2 separate regions of the Manis pentadactyla genome follow, and region 1 is linked to region 2. Evidence: chromatin contacts called from public Hi-C data. All regions are on one chromosome and are shown on one strand. The core of a region is the stretch at or near the end of the contact, and the rest is flanking DNA. Distances in the headings are between cores, read along the strand shown. Region 1 holds the start of NXPH3 (neurexophilin 3). Region 2 holds the start of KAT7 (lysine acetyltransferase 7).

What was found. Hi-C and Micro-C count contacts between places; a contact is called where the count stands out from the background.
Region 1: a contact with region 2 is called in a Hi-C map of fibroblasts, with 6 times the contacts expected there. The contact joins the promoter of NXPH3 here to the promoter of KAT7 in region 2. A contact is called at or near these places in 3 of 3 Hi-C or Micro-C datasets (blood, fibroblasts and skin fibroblasts).

What each region holds. Positions count from the first base shown.
Region 1 is chr4:165,910,329-165,914,816 of mManPen7.hap1, reverse strand. It overlaps NXPH3 (neurexophilin 3), which reads left to right and starts at 2,734. Exons shown (of 2, transcript XM_036879777.2): 1 at 2,734-3,201. The coding sequence starts at 3,148.
Region 2 is chr4:165,739,671-165,743,659 of mManPen7.hap1, reverse strand. KAT7 (lysine acetyltransferase 7) reads left to right here and starts at 1,818. Exons shown (of 14, transcript XM_036879656.2): 1 at 1,818-1,978. The coding sequence starts at 1,964. LOC118909310 (a long non-coding RNA gene) reads right to left here and starts at 1,696. Exons shown (of 4, transcript XR_005023571.2): 1 at 1,157-1,696.

The sequences.
Region 1 (4,488 bases), core at 1,485-3,984, 170 kb before region 2:
GAAGCTCAGCCAAAGCCAGGGGCCAGCAGCATCCAGACTCGACATGACCACCACTTTTCCCCAGAACCCAGGTTCTTCTGCATGCCCATGGTGCTCACCTCAGCAAGCATTTAGCCTGTTGCCCAAGCCAGAAACTTGGGTACCATATTTGACTCTCTTTCTCCCTTCCTCCCTCATCTCTGCAACAACAAATCCTGATTATTTTGCCTCCTAAAGATGTCTTTAGTACCCCATCTCTTACACCAGATCATTGCTTTTATCTCCTAACTGCTTTCCTCCTGCTCCCCTCCCTCTGGTCTATCCTTTTTTTTTTCCAGTCAGTTCTCCAAAAGCTCTCTCAAATGCAAATCTGACTCTAACCACCAGCCCCCAGAATGCCCTTCAAAGGTCCTAACCCCTTAACCCAACACATAAGACCCTCCATCAGCTGGCCCAGCCTCCTGCTCCAGCTTCCTCTCCTCCCCTCTGTACTCCAGTACCAGCAAACTGCTTCACTTCCAGCCTCAGACCTTTGACCTGTCAGTACCCCCTACCAGGAATAGCCCTTATGTGACCGACCCTTCATCACAGCTTTTGGCATCACCTCCTCCAAGAGGCCACTACTGACCCTCCCTGCTCCTGCCCTCCCACCCCATCCTTGGTGCATCCATAATGCCTGATACAGGGATCTGTTATTCCACTCACCACACTGAATTATAATAATCGATTTCCATGTCTCAGTTCTGCACTAGCCAGTGGAATCCTGGAGGGCAGGGATGGTATCCCATTCATCTCTGTATCCCAGACCCTGGCCTGGTGCCTGGCACTGAGGACAGGCTCGGACAGTGGTTGATGAATGAATGCAGGGGGGAAACTTGAAGGAAGTGAGCACCAGGACTGGCTGAAAGGGCAGTGAGGGCAGGCCTGGCAGGAGGCACAGACAGAGCCAATGTGTGGGAAGTAGGAAAGCAAGAATTTCCCTTGATTGCACCCCCACGATTGCTCGCCAGGCATTGTGCCTGAGCTTTGTTTGCACATTTGGTCTCATTTAGTTCTTGCAACAACAGATCAGGAAACTGGCATCAGAGAACCAAAGCAACCTGCCCAAGGTCACACAGCCAGGTCTGGAGTGGAATCCAGGACTATCAGGCCTGAAAACCTGTGCTCTTTCTGCTGGGCCACATTGCTCTCCTGGGGACAGGACCTTCTGGAGCTCGACAGGGAGTGGGGCCCGCTATGCCTCTGCCTAGCTGAGTGCTAGAATCAGCTGCCCACGCTCAGGCCGACAGCTTCTTCCTCCCAGCCAGACCAGAGGCTCAGAGGCCAGATGAGGATTTATCTGTTCCTTCCTCCCCTGGCTATGGGGGTCTTTGATTAGACACGCGCACCCCTTACCACTGCTAGGGAAGGGCTGCTGCATGCTGGTACCATCCAAGGTGCCTGGGGAATGCAAGGGGCTCTATGGTGCTGTCTGGGTTCTGCAGAATCCGGCTCCCTCATCACATTTGGCCCAAGCTGATATTAAGATTCATCTGCATTCCCCGTGCACCCGCCTGGCAGATGGTGGGGGAGGAGGCTGGGTGCGTGCTGGGGGCTGCAGCGGGGACTGAGCTGGGCCTCCAGGGCTATAGAGCAGTGCCCACCCATCTGAATCCATGGGCTCAGCCCAGGCTGGGGCACTCCAAATACTGGGTACCTCCTTACCCTCACAGCCTCCAGGTGTTGCTAGGACCTGACCTTGGATTTTTCTAAGGTCTAAAAGAGCCCTGGAATTCTAGGAAGGAAACATGGAGATGAGTGGGGGTGATGGGGGATGGGACCCATTTGATAATCTCAAATCAGGGTCTTGTTCTTCCTCCTTGCCCTGAAAGTTTACAGAGACCAAAGATAACCCAGGACCCCACTGGGATAAGCGCCCCACATCTCGGGCTCATCACTCCCTGGGTCACAGGGAAAGTAGGTAGTGAAAGATGGAGGGACAGCCTCCAGGGAGGCCTTGCTCACCTGCCTCCCCACCTTCACAGGCTTACTCCTGACCCCGCCCGAGAATCCAGCCTGGTCCCTAGGGAACTTTTCAGCCCAGGGCTCTGGCCAGAAGTTTCCTGTCACAGTGATTAGACTGAGAATTGGGGTGGTGGGGTGGGCGCTATGCCAGCCCCTCTGAGTAAAGTAGAAGAGGAAAGGAACTGACATTGTAACAAAAGGAGTACAGGCTAGACACCTAGAAGAACTTCCCTCAGCACAGAACAAAGTCTTACGGAGAGAAAGTGGACTTTCGGGTATGGCAACAGGATACGTTATTGACCTTTTCCGGCTGTTGGAATGGGCTTGGAAAAATACTCTTTCCAGATTCCAGGTCTCCTGGGGTTCAGGGTAGGGCAGTGGATTCCCAATACCCGCCACGGAATCCGCCCTGTCAGAGGGGTAGAAAAGGTGGGGTTCCTCTTCCAGGGCCACCACCCTCTCCCTCTCCCTTCCTCGCCAAGAGTTGTTCCGCCCCCGCGTCCTATCCCCTTCGTCCTGGGTCCCCGGGCTGCGGGCCGGCATGGGAGGAGTTAACTCCGTAGGTACCGGCTGGGCTCACTGTACCTGCCGCCGCCGCCGCCGCCGCCGCCGCCGCCGCCGCCGGTGGGAGGGACGAGGAAGCTGGAGCCGCCTGGGCGCCAGGAGCGCTCCAGTCTGGCGGGGTGCTGCGCGGGGAGCGGGCGGCGGGGCTCGGCGCGGCCGGGGGCGTCCGCCAGGGGGCGCGCCGCGACGGGGCGGGAGGGGCCGTCTGGTCTGGGGAATTAGCACCGGGGACGGGCGCGCGCGCGGGTCCCCAGCACATCTGGGCGAGAGCTGCGCGGCTGGAACCGAGGGGGCGCCGAGCGCAGATCTGGAGCCGCAGAGCCACCGCGCAGCTGGGGCCCTTCGAAGCGCTCGAGGCGCACATCTGGAACCTCGAGAGGGGGCCGCGCGGCGCGCAGCTGGACCAGGGGAAGGGGGCGGCGGCTACACAGCTGGACCGAAGGGGGTGGGGTCGGTCCTGGGCGGCTGGCAGAGGGGAGGGCGGAGAGTCGCCGGGGACTGGAGCATGGGACGGCGCGCCTGAAGAGCTGAGGTGAGGACGGGGCCTGGGACCCCGAAAGGAAGAGAGGAAAGAAAGGCGCACGAGAGCAAAGGAGGAAGATGCAACTGACCCGCTGCTGCTTCGTGTTCCTAGTGCAGGGCAGCCTCTATCTGGTGAGTGGTCTGCGGGGAGCTGCGCGGAGGGGCGGGGGCCTGGAGGATTGGGGGAGAGCGCGGGAAGCTCCCGAGCCCGGAAACTTTCTCCTTCCCCCCCAGCATCCCCGGCACGGAGGAGACGCCTGGAGGCTGGGGGGAGAGGGCGGGTCCGAGGACCGAGGCTGTACCGAAGGGGTTAATAGGGGCGGGGAGAGGGTGCTTGGCTGGCCCACCCACCAGCGCCTGGTGGCGGGATGTGCGACGAGCACGAGGGTAAAGGCCACCAGCGGATCGCCAAGGGTTACTCGACCCTTTCCGCGCGCCCCGGGATGCGCGGAAGGCGAGTGGGCGGTGGGTTGTGGAGCTGATGACCTGCCAGGTCAGGGGGCTTGGGCTTTCTCCGACCTTGGGGACCCTGAGAGCCCCAGGCTTGGGTCCCCAGCGCGCGGAGCCTGTCCAGGCATGGGGCGGCCCCCTCGTCCCTCGCTCCCGCCTTCCCTCCCGCTCCCTCCCTCCCCGCCTGTTGTTTTCCTCTCCTCTCCCGGCTGCGCGCAGCTCGAGCCCCACAGGACCTGGGCAGGCGGCTCCCGCCCCGGGCGCTCGCGGCAGCTGAGCGGAGCGTCCGGAACCCGCTCCCCGTGCGCTCGCTCGCGGCTTCCCGGAGGCCAGCGACGCCGGGGAATCCCACCCCAGCCCCCAGCCTGGGGCTTCACTCCCCTCGAAAACCTCCACCCCAATCCTGTCGTGGAGAAGCCTCGACTCACGTCTGGATCTGCCCCTTTCCTCAAAACAATAATTCCCTTTGCTGCTTGCTCTTAGCCACTGTGTGGAAGAACCCTTCCCTTCTCCATCCCCACCTGCAGTCTTTCTCCCCCTCCTTCAGCCATTCAGCCATCCGTGATCCCCAGGGCCAAGAACACACAGGTTTGCAGCCTGGAGCCCAGCATCCCCTCCTGGCTGTCCCTCCACCCTTGATCTGGGGCCTAGCAGGCCAGGGCACCGCGCATATTGTGGGTGTGGCCAGGGCCAGAACAGGGGGTGTGAAGACCCCAAGCCCTTTTGGAGCCCTTTGGCGTTCCCCCATCCTCACCCCAGGGTCAGCAGCAAATCCAGATGCTACCAGCTGTGAGCTGGTCTCCTGGTGCTGGTAACACAAACAAAAAGCAAGTCCTCCCTTCAGAAGCTGAGTAAACACACCAGGCGGCTGCCCTCAGGAAACCTTGTCTACTCCCTGACACCCTTATGAGCTGGCCTGTGTTGCAGCCAGGTCAGGCTGTCCTGCAGGCCCTTCCCACAGCCTCTCCA
Region 2 (3,989 bases), core at 569-3,068:
TGAAACTGTAAACTCTTTAGTGTTAGCTGCAGTGTTTGAGAATCCAGTATAAGGATTAACTAACGTTGAACACTTGTGTTGTTGGTATTTGTATTTGCTGGTATTTAGATCTTATTCTCTAAAACGCTAACTTCCAGGGAGGGATACTTCACCATCTTTGAGTGCTATACATTCAGAGACTGTTAAAGAGTATACATATTCTGATTGGTTAGCAAGAATTTACTGTGGGTAGAGCATGGCCTGGGCACTATTAAGGATGGTACAAAAAATTGAGATATACTCTTAACATAAGAGCTCCTTACCACCAGTCGGGGAGCCAGAACATCCAACAGTAACCTCAGGAACACACCAGTAAGTGCAAAATAACAGTAATGGTGTTAAATGCTTAAGTGCTGAAAGGATACAAAAGAAGAAACGTGAGCACTTTTCAAAGAAGTTCTTAATGCAGTTCAATCTAAGTAGGTCATTCAAGAGTATTTACACTAAAAGTAGGTTATTCAAGAGTATTTACACTAAACACTAAAAGCTAAATACTAAATACGAAAAGCTGCCTGTGTTAACACCAGCCCAGAATATTATCCCCAAGGAGGGTGCTGGTTAAAGGACTGGGAAAGTTAACTCTTCAGGTTCCAAGATGTTTACCTGCTGCTGCTCTGCTCTTTAGCTTTGCTCCGGGGCAATACCTCCATCTTAGTTGGCCTCAAGTGAAACAGGGGCCCAGGATCCTAACTTAATGACTGAGCTCGCCTGTATTCCCTTCCATCCAGTCGCTCTTGGCCAAGCTGTGGCCCTCTCAAGGCTTTTCCTCCAGCGAGGTTAAATCCTCAACACACGTTCTCCACTTTCAAGCTTTTCTTATGGCTCTTCTTGCAGCCTTATGTCCTCGACCAACTTCTCCTTCCTATGTTCTTTCAAAGCAGGCACTATTATTATTTAAATATCGATGCCTTTTTTTTTAGCTCCAACTCCACCAAAAATATTCCTTTCTCTTTTTCCCTCCGCCAACTCCTGGCTCACACATCTGTATTTCCAGAAGTCACTTGGGCTAAATGTGTTCAGTGCTTCCCTGATTCTGGTGCAGCACTCATCCCCACCCCTTGAGGCCACGCAGGGCTCTCATACCCGTACGGAATGGGGAAAGGAGGCCGGCGCTCACCACAAACTAAATTGAGAATTCTTCGGAGCTACAGCTTCTGGAGAATGGTTTTGCCTCCTTCCGCGACGTAAACGACTAACTTGCTTGCTGTGCTCTAAGGGCAAGGGCAATGTCTCCTCTACCAGACAAGAAACTTGCTGGTGCTGGACACCACCTTTTACGAGCCCCCATTCTCAGCACTTTGAGACGCAAGATGGCTCTCAAAATACGGTTTCTTGTGCAAAATATCCCTTCCCAACTATGAGCTTATATGATAAATGGAAACGTCCTTTGGCCAAGTAGGCAACAAAGGGGTTAAATCTCAGCCACTTGATGGATTCTGGGGGTTTCTTTCCTCGATTTAAGAAATTAAATCGACCGGGTAGGGAGGTTTTGCCCAAAATAAAGATGAGAACCGTTAACTTCAACTGTCAGGCTTCGTCCCAAGCGAGAATGGCTACTCCCTCCCAACAAAGGGTGCGAGTCCCCTAACTAAAAATGGCTGATCCCGGTTTCTACTATCTGTGCCACTTTCTGCCCAATCCCAAAATGGCGCTCACCGGCCTCACCAGTGGAGCGAACCTCCCAGCACCCTCTCTGGCCGGTAACGTCAAGTGACGCGAGCACCAGACGGAAGTGAAGGAAAAAGCGCCTCAGCCCGCGGCGCCTGCGCAGAAGGCTTTAGACGCTGTGAAGCAGGAGGCACTTGGGATCGTCCGCAAGGTTGGGACTGCTACAGAGGCCGCCACGGAGCCCGCCGGAGCCACCGTTCCTACTGCTGCTGCCGCCGCTGCCCGAATCGGAACCATCGGGCCGCAGCCGCCGGCAATGCCGCGAAGGAAGGTGAGAGGAACGGGACAGAAAGGATGGCGGGATTCTAGGGACAGTCGATTGAGCAACGTGACGCATTGGCTACGCCTCACGATGGTTGGGTTCCAACTTCCCGCGCCCAGCTCAGCAGCCCTCTCTTCTCTCCATACCCAAAAGAAAAATGTGGGCCCGACCCTGGCCTCGGCCTATGCTTGCATCTATTCCCGCCCTCTGCTTGCCTGTATCGGAGGCGTTCTTCTCGGTAATTGGTCGCTGAAAGATCTAGAGGGATATTGATTGGCTGGTGACACCGCCCATTTGGGTCCAACAGTCACCACCCCGCGTGCGGGGGCGGTGACGGGGTGGGGGGAGTCCAGCCCTACTGCTTTTCGACTGGCTGAAGAGAACGATCCCCCCTCTCTTGATTGGCTGGGCTTGGCAGTCTGTCCCGTGGGGGCGCGGTTTCCTGGTACCATGATTGGGTGGCACGAATCCCCGCCCTTCCGGCTCGTGTTGCTGATAGGTGCAGAGGCGGGGTGTTTTAGCATCCTTCCTGTCTGGGTCGGGGGCACAACAAAGCAGAGGACTGGGTGGTAGAGAAACAGCGCCCACTCCCCAGGGATTCATTCCACTTAGGCCTGTTGCGTCTACGCCGTCATGTTTATCTTATTTGCTTAGTTGGACAGCGCCTACAAAATGCAGTTCGTAGAATCAGAAATTTTTTACAATTAAATAGGATTTAATAGGATCACCTAGGACACCCCCATTCCTTTTCTGCAGCTGAACACACCGAAGCCTAATGGAGTGCCCCAAGCCATTCAATTAGATAACGCCAGAGCCAGGACTACAGAACAAATTTAACTGAATTCAACAAATGTTTTTTGACTACTCGATACCTGCTGGTTGCTGGAAATTCAAAAATTAACTAGACCTGTCCCTGGCCTAAGGAAATCACAGTCTAATGTGGAAAAACAGGCATATAAATAACGAGAAGGAGCTAGCAAGTTCTCTACTTGGACGTAAGATACAAAGCTTTATGGGAAGGAAATGAGGGACCAATTAAGTCAGCTCTAGAGTAGGATGGTAAGTAAATTGGTGAAAGCCAGGGAGAAGACCTGAATTCCAGAGTCAAGCGAGGAAGGGGGGATGGTCAGGATTCAAATATTGGGGTAATTGGACTAGATGACCAGTAAGACTTCCCCTTCATCCTGTGGATTTTCTGTGACTCTGGTGCCTCGATGTTTCTGGCCAGAATACCCTTGAAATATTTTGAAAGCTAGGTGGTGGTCTTGTTCATTCCTGCATAAATCTTTCTCTTCATAGTGGCTTTTTAATAAAATATTTGTACCTTTTATTGTCTACTAAAAATGACCTGCATTAATAGGTGGTGTTTATTTGGTTAAGGCTTACCAAATGCAGGAATAGTATTGGTTCCCTGGAATAGTCAGCAGCTCCCTTTATGAAATTCCCAAATACACAGAGCTCTGAAAATGTAAATTTTTTTAGTAACTTAATTGGTGGCAAAACTTGTCCTAAACTGTCCTGAGACTAGTAGTTTTGGGAAGTCTCATTTAGTGTGATTGTTCATATATTTTGCTGTGGAAATATTAATGTGTTTGATTGTAGGATGTTACTTGCTGGGTACATGCAAAGTGTTCCTTTTCCACACATTAAACATGAATTTCAAACACAACTGGCCCTACAGGGTTTTGAATAAAGAGTAGGGGACTTGCAGTTTGAAGTTTTGTATTTTTTTTTTTAGCAAGTACTCTTCCTGTTCTGCTTTAGCAAAGGATATAGTGTTAATGCTCACTTAATAAAGTTATCTTTATGCCTATAATCACATTTCAGGAGGCTAATAATTGACAATAATTGCTAACTGAAAAGATGATAAAATGTTTTTGAATACCTATGAGTCTTCATGTGCAAGCTGCCTTTTTTTAAGAAAATACTTTTGGCATTCATGTGGAAAAACTTCATAGGTAGATAGAAAATAGAATGTAAGAAAGAAGAATTTTAATATTTTTCTTTTAGTTTTTTGGGG